Regions from separate parts of the Mus musculus genome. Here region 1 is linked to region 2. The links are chromatin contacts, called in public promoter capture Hi-C maps. All regions are on one chromosome and are shown on one strand. Each heading gives the region's core, a stretch centred on a gene start, on an enhancer-like site or on the middle of the called end of the contact. The rest is flanking DNA. Distances are from core to core; before and after follow the strand shown.

Region 1 (6,461 bases), core at 3,720-6,219, 110 kb before region 2:
TGTGAACCTCCCTGATTGGTAGATAGGCCAAGTGTGGGGAAAAAAAGTAAGATGGAGGCATGGTGTGGCTGCGGACAGAGGTGTCTGCATGGGGACATCACTGCCTCCAGCTGGAACAGGCTAAGGGACACGGAGGGTCATCGGTTTAGTATAAAACCAGCGGTAGAAGATTTGCTATAACCACATGAGAGAAAACGAAAGTCAACTCCTAGAGCTTAGGACTGACTACAGCACCAAGGGCTGGTGATTTCCTACTTTCTGAAAGGGACTCATCTTTGTCATCTCTGACTGTAAACATCCAGAGGGTTTCACAGGCATCCCAACTCATCAAAGGGCTCTTTATTGACTGACAGCATCCCCTAGGCAAGGGGGGATACTCTGAGGGTCTCTTAGCTCCTCCCAGATAGGCCTTTGTTTTAGAGGCAGAGGCTTTCTCCTTACGCTTATTTCAGGGGCTAGAGTGATGGCTCAGCATTTAGGAGTGCTTTCTGTCCTTCAAAAGGACCTGACTGAGTCTGAGTCCCAGCATTCACAAGTTGGCTCACAACCCCTATAACTCCAGCTCCAAGGAAGCTAACTAACACAGGTACACACGGGCAGACACATACATAAAAATAAAGAAGACTATTTCTAATATAAACTATAAAGGTGGTCAGGCAGTGGTGACAGACGCCTTTAATCCCAGCACTTGGAAGGCAGAAAGATAGGTGGATCTCTGAGTTCGAGGCCAGCCTGATCTACAGAGTTCAGGGATAGCCAGGACGACACAGAGAAACCCTGTCCCAACAAACAAACAAAACCAAAATCACCCAAAAAATATTAAAGGTCTTCCCAGTTGTTGGCCTGCCCCGGTCACAGGGATGTTCTATGACAACCAACGCATGGATTTAAAAGCAGTGAAGCAGCCTGGTGTGGTGGCGCACGCCTTTAATCCCAGCACTTGGGAGGCAGAGGCAGGCGGATTTCTGAGTTCGAGGCCAGCCTGGTCTACAGAGTGAGTTCCAGGCCAGCCCGGGCTATACAGAGAAACCCTGTCTTGAAAAACAAAACAAAACAAAACAAAACAAAACAAAACAAAACAAAACAAAACAAAACAAGCAGTGAAGCCCAGACTCAAAGCAAGCAACAGCTTGAGGGATTTGATTCTTCCCCAGAAATGCTCATTTTCTATTTGTGCTTTGGTACCAAGCTGGCAAGTCTATCTTAAGTAATGAATCTGGAGAAGGACACCCTTCTCCTGAGTTAGTCTCAGCCTACCATCAAAATTCAGGCTAGCACAGCACAGGTCAGCACGGGTCCGGGTCGGCTTCCTAAAAATTAAGCCACTGCTGACTTCTGAACAGGCACAGTCTCTTCTAACTGGTCGGTCCACTTGACACACACACACACACACACACACACACACACACACACACACACCCGCTATTGGTGCTGGATGGGTGACCTTCAGGAAGACACTTAAATTTTCTACATTTCCTCACACAGAAGGAAGGGGACACTGTTAAGGATCTTTCAAGTTTAAAACTATAATGGTGAAATATTTTTTTCCAAGCCCAAGACATCTTGATTTAATATTTCGCACTTTCTGCTTGATAAGAGCAGTGTTAAATTCCTTTTGGTTTTTTTAATCTCGAGCAGATTTAGGAAACTTAGTCTACCTAGTAGCTACCTAGTGGCTGGAGCAAATCCCAGCGTGCTGGCTAAGTACCAGCATGTATAGGCTCAAACTTGATCTTCACTCCCAGTGACGGGTGTCAGAGGGCGGAGACTGTGCCTGTAGCCAGAGGAAGGAGGCCTCAAAACATACCACACATTATATGGCTTCTATTCCCTATGCAGTCTGAAGACGGCTAGTTTCAAAAGAGAATCTTTTACCCAATAATGTATGAAATAGACACACACACACACACAAAGATACATGCAATTATGTCCACCCCAAATTACAGCCTCTTGTAGTAATAATTTCCAGAAATAAATATACAATTAGTTTCTTGTAAATGTAAACTGCCAAGTATGTGGCTCACTGCTGGATACTAAAGTTGTAGCAATAGTTATAAGGAAAATGTTTGCCTGAAGTTCTCAAGGCCCTGGGTTCAATCCCTTGCACCATACACATAAAAAGAAAACTAGAATTTTCTAAGTTAATGATTTATAAAGCATTTTTAATTGGGTGAGTTTTTGAAAATACCAAACAATTTATAAACTCTTTACTGCTTTTATTTTTTTCCAGAAAGTAATAAGTTAAGAGTATTTCTTCTTGTTTTGTTTTGTTTGTTTGAGGCAACATTTCTCTATTGACTAAGCTGGCCTTGAACTCAGAGATCCACCTGCCTCTGCCTCTGAGAGCTGGGATTAAAGCTGTGTACCACCAGGTCAGGCCCAAAGTAGAGTCCTATTTTTTTTTTTCTTTTTTCCTTTTTTAATTAGATATTTTCTTTATTTACATTTCAAATGTTATCCCCTTTCCTAGTTTCCCCTCTGAAAACTCCCATCCCCTCCCCCCTCCCCCTGCTCACCAACCCATCCACTCCTGCTTCCTGGCCCTGGCCTTCCCCTATACTGAGGCATAGAACCTTCACGGGACCAAGGGCCTCTCCTCCCATTGATGATAGAGTCCTATTTTAAAGTGCATTTACTTTACCAAACTTTTCATTTTGAAAGGACCAAATGTACATAAATTATTACTGAACATTATGCTAAATATGACTTCTGTTAACTATATTTTCAAAGATCCTACGTGGCCGGATGGTGGTGGCTCATGCCTCAGAAAGCAGAGGCAGGAGGATCTCTGTGAGTTCCAGGTCAGCCAACACTACACAGAGAAACCCTGTCTTGAAAAGCAAAGCAACCCAAGGAGCTGAAGGGGTTTGCAGCCCCATAGGAGGAACAACAATATGAACCAACCACTACCCCCAGAGCTCCCAGGGACTAAACCACCAACCAAAGAGTACACATGGAGGGACTCAAGGCTCCAGCCCAATATGTAGCAGAGGATGGCCTTGTGGGAAATCAATGAGAGGCCCTTGGTCTTATGAAGGCTCTGTGCTCCAGCGTAGGGGAATGCCAGGACAGGGAAGCGGGAGTGAGTGGGGTAATGAGCAGGGAGGGGGGGAATGAGATAGGGGGGTTTTCGGAGGGGAAATGAGGAAAGGAATAAAATTTGAAATGTAAATAAAAAAATATCTAATTTTAAAAAAAGAAAAACAAAACAAACAAGAAAAATCCTACCTAAATTTGTATTTTTAAGTTCTTCACTCAAAATTCAATCGAATTTTTATTTATTTTTATTTTATTTTATTGGTTTTTCGAGATCGGGTTTCTCTGTGTAGCCCTGGCTGTCCTGGAACTCTGTAGACCAGACTGGCCTTGAACTCAGAAATCTGCCTGCTTCTGCCTCTCAAGTGCTGGGATTAAAGAGGTGTGCCACAACTGCCCAGCTCAATCTTTTTTTTCTTTTTTTTTATAAAAAAAGACAAGGTCTTATTTTGCAACACAGGCTAGTTTCATTCCAACTTAATTACTTAATAACTTTTGAGATAGACTCCGATTATATAGCCCTGGCTAGACTTGAACTCAAGATCCTCTCGCCACAGCTTCCTGGGTGCTGGGATGACAGGCCTGAACCAGGCTGGGCTTCATTCCAAATTTGTATTTTCAATTTTTCTTGCTTTTTAGATTGAAGTACACAAACCTGAATATCTATGCAAATGAAGCATACACCTAGTGTTCACCAGACTCCTCAGCTGTTTCTGGTAACAAAACTCCAGTATTTGAAAAGGACAACAAGGAATCACGCCATTAAAAATACATTCTTTCACTCCAGTGTGAGTCTTAAGGCAGTGGCTAAGTATGGTGATACAATGTCTGATCTTTAGTTTTGGAACTGTCAGAAAGAGTATCTTAAAAAAAAATAGTGGTAGTATCAGAATTTTCTCTAACTGAAAGCAGTTTCGACCAGTAATAATAAGTTTAATGGGGGAAAATAACTTATTTACTCGAGCCTCCTGAGTCACTCTATGCCTAAGATCCAGTAAACTCAAGATAAGCCTCAACTAAGTTCTGAATTTGAAAGTGAAATCCCCACAGGAGACTCCACTCAGCAGCCTTTCAATCCTGGCCGTGCGCCATCAGCACCGGAGGGAGCCCAGGGTCTCAGCACGGGACGCGCGGGACAGAGAGGCGGCGGCCGGGCCTGGCCTGGGCCTCAGCCGCTCATCAGGCCGGTCGCCCTTCCCTGGGACGCGGCGCACCGCAGCTCAGGCCACCACTGCCCTTCGCCCTTCGCAAGAGGCTGTGGAAAACCACCCGATGTCACCACGCGGGTCGCACCCCGCTGGCTACCGTCCAAGGCCACCCTGCCTGCGGCTCTCTGCGGCCCGACGCCCGTTCGAGGCGGATATGGTTAAGGACTCTCCTTGCGCAGCAGGGCGCGGGGTGGGGTGACTCGCATAGCCCTGGCTCGACCAGGCCCCTTCGCCGTCGAGGTGGGACGGCAAGCTCCACTCACCTTAGGGCCCTCGGGGGGCACACGCGGGTCGTTCCACGTCGTGGTGCGGCTGTTGTGGTCCACGAAGAAGGGCCAGCCGGTCTGCGGGTCGATTTTGATCTCCCAGCCCGGGGGCAGGGGGTCTCGGTCGCTGGCTCCGTTGCCGGACGCCATCTGCATCATGGGCGATTGGGTGGCGGCGCTCATGCTGGGTTAGGGTCCGCCCGGGGCGCAGAGCTAGGGCGCGGGTCACGAGGTCGTGGAGTGCGGGCACCTCTGTGTAGCCGATGTGTCCGGGAAGCCGGCGCCGGGCACCTTTATGAATTAAAGGACTGGGTGACGTGGCCGAAGAGGGGTGGAAGTGTCTGGAAATAGCCTCCTAGCTGCCAAAGGGGAAGGAGGAGATAAAGAGAAGGCAGCAACTGGCCGGCTAGAAACTTCTGGTCCCATCCAGAGAACTTGGCGGCCGCCGTGGGTTGGATGCGGAGCTCCGCCCTGAGTCATAGGCTATAATCGCGGCGGGGCGGGACCTTGGGAGGGATCGGAGGCGGGGATTTGTCACCCGCCCCTCCTTCTCCTAGACTACCCAGGCTGTCCCTCCCTATCCCTGTCCTGTGTGTGTCCTGGGGCCTGTGCGCCTCGCGCCAGGTTGACACGCACCGGTGTCCTTGTGCTCTCTGGCTGGTTTCTGTCTCCGGACTCCCCACCACTCTTTCGTGCCGCGTGGGGGTGTCCCGGGGTTAGCAGTCCAAGGGCCGACACCTGGGGCCCCACCTTTGTGTAAGGACTAAATCATCTTTAAACTCGGAAAGTCTAGTTCTTTCTCTCTCTTCACACTCAGTGACGCTGGCGTCCTGCAGTGACGTTTTTAGTAACTTTTTCTCAAGGGCCTTATGACTTCTGAGAAATTCTGGAATGCTGATCTGAGGTCACAACAAAAAGAAAGAGCTGTGGAAACTCACCTGCCTGCTTTGGAAAACTGAAGAAGCAAGGACTAAAGTGACAACTTTGTGCTCTTGGCCTTCTATATAGGCACTTTCGCACAGTGACTAGACTTCAGAAACACCTGGAACCAATACTGAGGCCAATTTCCTGACTCAGATTCAGAGAATGTCCTGGGACCTTCAAAGATACATCTCTGGCCTCTTCCCCTCCGATTTTTACTCTGTGGCAAATACTAGAGGACTCTGCCAGACATTTCCAACAAGCTGATTTTTTTTACTTCCAAAGACCTTCTTACTGACTTTGAAGTCTCAAAGCCTCAGTATAAGTATTAACATAGTTAGCCTTCAGGTACTGCCTGGTGCCACCAAACACACCTGTATAAGCCCAAATGTGGGAATATTGACTTATTATCATTTGATAGTCACATTGAAAGGTCTAGACACTTAGATTCACTCACTGGTCAGTGTCTGTCTTTTGCTTCTTTATACCTGAACCCACCCAGCACGTGGCTAAATCCAGAGTCCATCTTCAATAAAGGAATAAAGATTGATGTTTATTGAAGACTGAATACAAAGTGAATTTTTTCGCTTGTTTTTCAATACAAGGTATCTTTGTGTAGTTTTGGCTGTCCTAGAACTAGCTAATTATGTAGACCAGGCTGACCTTGAACTCACAGAGATCCATCTCTCTGCCTCCCAAGTGCTGGGATCAAGGGCATGTGTCACCACTGCTTGGCTGTGGATATTTTTTTAAAGATATGGTCTATCTATATAGTTCTGCCTCCCAAGTATTGAGATTAAAGGTGCACACTACCATCTACTACGCCTAGCAATGCCCTATTTAAAAAATATTTAAAAAAAATAAATAAAGATTTATTTTATATGTATGAGCCGGCTTGTGCAATGCCTTCCGAGGTCCAAAGAGGGTATTGCATGCCCTGAAACTGTAGTTATAGATGTTTATAGCTTCCTTGTGGGAACTGAACCTGGTCCTCTATAAGAGTAGCAAATGCTCTTAAGTCATCTCTCCC
Region 2 (6,822 bases), core at 2,859-5,358:
AAATAGCATCTTACCGTGTCTGCCTCCTCAACCAATTGAGTAGCGTAAGGGCTTACATCTTGCAAGAGCTACTATTAGTAACTACCTTGTGCACATCACAGGGTTACTACGGTGTCAACTCCCTTTAATTAAAAAAGAAAAAAACAAAAAACCAGGATTGAGGTCTAGCTCAGCGGTAGAGATAGCTTGCCTAGCACCACAAGGCTCTGGGCTTCATCCCCAGCACCACACATAAGCAAAGCAAACACTCCCAAAACCTTCCCGCCTGTGTGTAGGCTGAGGTTTACTATTTACGGAAACAGCTTGCAGTGGGAGTGGGAGTAGTCTAGATTCCAGTGATTTCTCTGTGCGCCTACATGTGCTAGGCACTACGCCAGGTGCTTTTTGTATTTCTTACTGCTGCAACCACACCTTCAGCATGTAGGTGTCATCCTGTCCCCATGAGGCTGTGATTTGTGAGGACGTTGTGCTGGTCAGGTGCACGGTCAGGACGGGTATCAGGTGGGTTGACTTGGAGCCTAGAGTTGATCCATTTGTATATTCAGCCCTACCTCAAAGGGTTTCACATACATACTCCCATGTAAATACATATGTATTATATACAATTGTGTATGTATGTCACAAAATGAAGACAATTATTAACAGTTTAACGTTTTTGGTTTTTTTTGTTTTTTTTTTTTTTTTTGACTGAGTTTCATGTAGCACAGACTAGCTTTAAATTCACTATGTAGTCAAGGGTGATCTTAATTCTCTGACCCTCCTGACTCCTCCTCCCGAGTGCTGGCGTTACAGATATGTACAGTCACTATTCATCACATACCCCTGTTCTACTTAGTGCTGGAGATCAAACCCACAGCTTGGTGCTTGCTTAGCAACTGAACTATACAGCACTAGCCAGACTTAACAGAATTTTACAACACTTATTTATTTATTTAGATATTTTTACCTTACTTTATGTGTGTGAATGTTTTCCTTGCACACATGCATGCATGTATGCCACATGCATGCTTGTTAGATTCTCTGCAACTGGAGTTACAGGTGGTTGTGAGTCACGATGTGGCTCCTGAGCATTGACTCCAGGGCCTCTGCAAGTGCAACAAGTGTTCTAATCACGGACACACCTCTCTAGTCCCCACACTGTATAAGTGTTTTAAGAGTATACATATTGGGCTGGGTGTAGTGGCATATTGCCTTTAATCCCAGCACTAGGAAGGCAGAGGCAGGTGGAGCTCTGTAAACTTCAAGGCTAGCCTGGTCTATGTAGAGAGTTCTAAGACTGCCAGGCAGAGCTGCATTAGAGAGACCCCATTTCAACAAACAAAACACGAGTGCATGTGTCATGGTGTGAATGTGGGAGTCAGAGGACAGTTTTCAGGAGTCGGATCTCTCTTTCCACCACGTGGGTTCTGGTACCTACTGAGCCATCTCGCCCATCCTCAGAGTTTTAAATTCCTGGGTAGAACAAGGCAACTGACCAGTAAAGCTTACTCTCTGAAATTCCAACCTATTGGAAGAACTCCAAGGCCACTGCTTCTTGTCTGCTGTGATAGGTGGTCCTTGATCTAAATGTACAGCCAGCAGTGGGAGGAATGGGGCCTAACCTGTTTACCTTTTGGGCCAATCAGCTGCCATCATTGCTTTTGAGGGTGTAAATGAGAAGCTGCAGAGGGAGAGAGACTTGGGGATCCCTCGGAGGATGTGTGTTTCGCTTGGGACAGAGATTGTGCCTAGAACATACCTGTGTGAAAAGGTGATCCTGCTCTGACAGCTTGAGGGGGGGGCTCTTCCCCTCCTACTTGTTTTATTTTGTTCTGAGACAGGATCTCACGGTGTAGCCCTGGCTATTCTGGAACTCTCTATGTAGATCAGTCTGGCCTCAAACTCACAGAGATCCAGCAGCCTCTGCCTCCACCTCAATCCCCAGGATCAGAGCTGTATCTCAGCATAGGCCTTTTACTTTATTCTGGGTCTGATGCACACGACACGTGAATGTTGGCTTTTGGATCTTTGGACATTATGTATGTGAGTGTTTTGTCTGCCAGGTATGAATGTGTAGCGTACGTGCGTCTGGAGCTTGCAGACGTCAGAGGAGGACATCAGATCCCCTGGGACTGGAGTTACAGATGACTGTGAGAGGACATGGGTGCTGGGAATTGAACCCCAGTGCTCTGCAAGAGCAAGCGCTCTGAATCACTGAGCCATCTCTCCAGCTCCCAGTACCGATTTTGTGAGTCAAACAAAAAAGAAAATTAAATTGTTTACTCACTCTTAGCCCCGGTCTTTTGACAAGCTCACAGGACGGAGAAGGGGACCTAAAGCTGCTAACCTTCCCCATTATTTCCCATTGTCTAAGAAGCTTGGAGCTGTTCTCTCAGTACGGCCTCCCTCGGAGCATGTCTTAGACCACACCAGGCTTGCTGCCGGCACGGTGGGAAGAACCTGGCTGCTAGTGCTGCTGGCTTTGGCTGCCTGTGTCTAACTTCTACTCCATTGTGCTAGAGTCTCCTCCTTTCCTGTGTTAGCTTCGGTGTATTTGTGATCAGCCTCTGGGGACGCTTTCAATGGAGGTGGGCAGGGAAAATTTTGTTACTGTTCTCAGAATGCAGTGATCCCACTGGGATGGTTTGGTTTTGCCTTCTCTCTCTCCTTCCTTCCTTCCTTCATTCCCTTCCCTTCCTCTTTCCCTCTCTCTCTCCCTCCCTCCCTCCCTCCCTCCCTCCCTCCCTCCCTCCCTTCTGACTCCTTCCTTCTGACTCTCTATGTAGCTGCCTTAGACATTGCTATGTATATCAGGGTGTCCTCTAACTCAAAGAATCTTCCTGCTTCTGCCTCCGGAGTGCTGGGGTTGCTGGGATTAAAGGAGAGCACCATTATGTCTGTGTCTGTGTCGGTTTAGGCTCAGCTTTTACAGAGCCTATGACCCAAGAGCTATTTCAATGGCCAGGAAGCTTGGGGGGGGGGCGGGCGGCAATAGCAGCTGGAGACATTCAGAAACCCCGGCTTGGAAGCCACACTGATGGTGCTCACCTGCAAGCCGCAGCTGAAGACCTCTGCAGCCTTCAGGGGACGGAACATCCTCTTTGGATAGCACAAATGGCCGTGTTTGGAAATGATGGAGTGGGGAAGGGTAGGCAGAGAGATGGTGAATAACCACAGAGGGCCAGGGCTGAGGTGGCGTTGGGACTGCAGGGTGGACAAAAAGGGAGGAAAATAGAGCAAAATGGGAAGCTCAGAATAGAAGATATAAAGGAAAGTGCCAACTAGTGAAAATCCTGCGAAAGAACGCGCGCGGGGGGTTGGGGGGGCGACTGGGGAATGGTTTAGAAAAATAGCAATTAGCACAGCTAAAAATAAAGACCAATTTCGAGACAAAGCCAGACCCACAAGGAGAAAAATAAAACTCGCCAGAAAGACAATTCCTTGCAAACCGAATGCTCAAGAAAATGGGGCTAACGACACCCCCCTCTTGGGCTGTTTGGTAAAAAGAAATGGGAAACTAGATGAGCGTGGAGCGCGGCGCTGAGCAGGTGACTGGCACCAGGAGGAGCGTTGAGCCCGGCGCTGGGATCTACAGGATTCCGGTAGTTGAGCGCAAAGGTTCTCCTGAGACTGCACCCAAGTGTCGTCCAAGTTAAAAAATGTGCTGGCGCGCTCAGATCCACTCTGAAACCGCAGAGGCTCCAGACAGCGTTCTCCGAGGTTTGTCCCGGGGCTTGGAAGCCCCGGCACAGGCGTGGCGTGGGCCAGAGTGGGCGCCCACTCGCGGCGGCTTGGCTCGGGACTCTGGTGACGCCTCCCGGGCATTCGCGGCGTGAGCAGGCCGCGCGCCCACGGAATCGGGTAGACCCGGGGGCGATCTGGGAGGTGACTCGGGCCTGGCAGGGACACCGAACGCTGTATGTCTCCAGGCCGCGAGGGGAGGGACCGGGATGTGCGCGGGAGCTGAGGGTCACCCGGGGCCACCGCGCCCTGCCCTGCGCGGGTAACTGAGGGCTGGACCCAGTGCCCACGGGCGCGGGTGGGCAGGGAGAGGGGAGCGCGGCGGGGAGGAGGCGGCGGGCGGAGCCTGGAGGGGCGGCGTCGCGCGGGCTCCTCCTCCTCCTTGCCCTCTTCGGGCTTAGCCGCCGCGCTGCCCGGCTGCTCCGTCCTCTGGACGCCCGCGGCGATGTTCACCCGCGCCGTGAGCCGACTGAGCAGGAAGCGGCCGCCGTCTGGTAAGCGGTTGCGGGCGCTTGGGCGCGGGAAGGACGGGGTCGCCGGGTCCCCTGGCGCGGCTCGCTGTGCCGCCCGGACAGCAGCCGCGCTCCTCCCCGCTCGCTCTGTCCCAGCCGCGGCGGGAGCGCAGAGCCGGGGAGCCGCCCGGGGAGGAAGTTGGGCTTGAAGCGGGAGTCAGAGCAGCTTTCTTTCTAGAGAAGGTCTGGGAACCACGGGAGACACATTAACAGCCCCTCACTCCGAGGCAGCGTGGGAAGCCAGGCTTCCCTCCTGCGTGCAGCCTCTTTCTCGGGCGGAATGGGAAGGATGCTCCGCCGGACCTCTGCATCCCCGGAGTGGCCGGCCCCGCGGCGCCAAAAAAAGTGGAGTCCCAAGGTGGCTGCACACCAGGGCGGGGGAGGAACTTGTGTGACACGGCGGGGGAGTCACTTTGTTTTTCCCCCTGAACCTGCCTGACCCACAGTTTGGGGCAACTTGGCAAGACAAAGAACCCACGGTGCAGAAATGGTGATTTGAATCGTGCCATCCTTTTTGTTCTTAATAACACCTAACACTCTTTGATGGCTTAGGTTGTGGCCAGGAGCTGTGTTGACACCTTGTGTGCTTTCTCTTGTCTTCACCATTAGAGCAGCCGCGTCGGAGGGGTGGGGCTCTAAAGCCAGGGTGTTGGGTAACCTGCTCTACTCTTAGCTGATGGATTTTTTTAAACGTAGGTTTATTTGCTTGACTCTGGGTTCGGGGTTCAAAGGCTTGCTTTTCTGTCGCCCAGAGATTCACTACGCTTTAGCCGGTTTCCTCTTTTCACGTAAATATCAAACGTGGTTAAGCGGCTGCAATCAGACATAGACCCAATCCCTTGGCCACCACTCGACAGCTGTGCAACTTCTTTGTGACTGGGGATGTGCAAAGGGTAGCTTTAAGTGCTTAATTGGAGACTCCCCCCCCCCCATCAGCCACATGCAAATCATTTCATTAATTATTTAAGACAACCCCACTAAAGTCAGATTCCATAGAGTTATTGTAAAGAGTTTGCACTGTTGTCTTAATATGCGTTGAAATGCTCCATTAGTGTTCCCGAGTGGTCACATTCCCTTGTGATGCTGATGGCTGACACTGAGTGGTGGTCAGATTCTAGGCACCGGAGTTAAACTCCAACCTTGACTCTGCCACTCCGCCACACTGAATAATGAATGTCCTTGGACCTTTCTGTGCCGCAGAGCTGTGCTGGTGCTGGCTCAGTGTAGCTTGCAAGAACCAATTGCTAAATGTTCAGGGCATCTGGGAACTGGTTGCTACGTCATAGGTGGACTGAAATGAACTGTGGTGGGACATATCAACATATGTCAGACATCAAGGCTGGAACAGTGGATTTCAGGAAGCTGTGGACTTAACTACATACTTAAATTTTATTTTAGATCATATTTATCATGTGTATGTGTGTGCTCGTGTGCGTCTCTGTGTGTGTGTGTGTGTGCATATGTGTGTTTGCATGCTACAGCTTGTATGTGGAGGTTAGAGGATGACTTATGGAAATCAGTTTTCTTCTACCGATAGGTCCCAGTAGTCAAAATCAAGCCGTCAGGTTTGGATGTAAGCATCCTTACCCACTGAACCGTGTTGCTAGCCATTAACTACAGGTTTTAATTCTGATAAGGATATGCTTACATTACTAATAGTAGGATCAGCAGTTAAACCTGAGAAGCCCCAAGTGCAATGCTGGATACATGATAAAGGTGTGGGGCTTACTAGTTTCCTTTTCTTTCTTTTTCCATCATGTAGGGGAGTTCCGTCTAGCCTTGCCTAGGTTGCTTGCTGCTTAAAATTATATTTGGCCAGAATATAATACAAATAGAACCACTGAATTGTGACAGATACCTGGATTTGGGATGCTTTTGCATACGGCCAGATTGCAATCCCAAACTGAAAGGCAGTTTCACAGTCATTGCTAGCATGTATCTGTTCCAGGGCAACAGACTAACCCTGATGAAGCTTGCCCACACCAGTGATACAAAGGCCAGCAGGGAAATAGCAGTGCTTGGTGTTGGATGTCTATATGGCCAGAGCCCAATTTCCTTGAAATCTGTGGGTATAAGTTCTGCTGCCCTGTGAAAGGACACGAGCCCCTGCCAGTTTGGTCACTATCATCACCACCCAACATCAAGAAAAGGAGCCAAGTGAGAAAGGAGGGAGGGTGAGGGCTCCTTACAGAGATGCTGTGCAGCAGGCAAGCCGTCTGCAGGACAGTTAAGGATTTGGGAGAAGGTAATTTTGATGTTTTTTTTTTTTTTTCTTGTGGTGCTAGAGGTGTGCCCAAGGCCTTGTATATGTAGGCAAATGGCCTGCCCCAGAGCAACACCCCGCCTGAACTTCGCTTTTAAAGAGGTTTTCCAGAGTATCCTACTGAAGCCCCACCAAAGCTGGCCGTACCCCTGCGGGAGCCTGGGCTGGGCTTGACTGCAAGCCTCTCTCCCCCAGAGCATTCTATGTGAGGCTGAAAGAGTTAAATCTCATCAAAGATGGCATCTGTAAGTAGAGAGCTGGAAGCCCCACCTGTTTCTAAGGTTCGCAGTTGGAGGCTCTATGTTCTGCCTATCAGGTAGGGGAAGC

The links. Capture Hi-C pulls out chosen DNA fragments and counts their contacts.
Region 1: a contact with region 2 is called in a promoter capture Hi-C map of adipose tissue. The contact joins the promoter of Bag3 here to the promoter of Rgs10 in region 2. A contact is called at or near these places in 9 of 39 promoter capture datasets (the 3T3-L1 cell line, 3T3-L1-derived adipocytes, the C10 cell line and 6 more), 4 of 484 Hi-C or Micro-C datasets (CD4 T cells, CD8 T cells and embryonic stem cells), 8 of 115 datasets of contacts at active chromatin or transcription factors (the SCID.adh cell line, SST interneurons, T-cell acute lymphoblastic leukemia and 4 more) and 3 of 9 other capture datasets (adipose tissue, liver and macrophages).

Annotation. Positions count from the first base shown.
Region 1 is chr7:128,522,091-128,528,551 of GRCm38.p6, reverse strand. Bag3 (BCL2-associated athanogene 3) reads right to left here and starts at 4,969. Exons shown (of 4, transcript NM_013863.5): 1 at 4,508-4,969. The coding sequence starts at 4,693.
Region 2 is chr7:128,415,458-128,422,279 of GRCm38.p6, reverse strand. It overlaps Rgs10 (regulator of G-protein signalling 10), which reads left to right and starts at 4,108. Exons shown (of 5, transcript NM_026418.2): 1 at 4,108-4,214. The coding sequence starts at 4,166.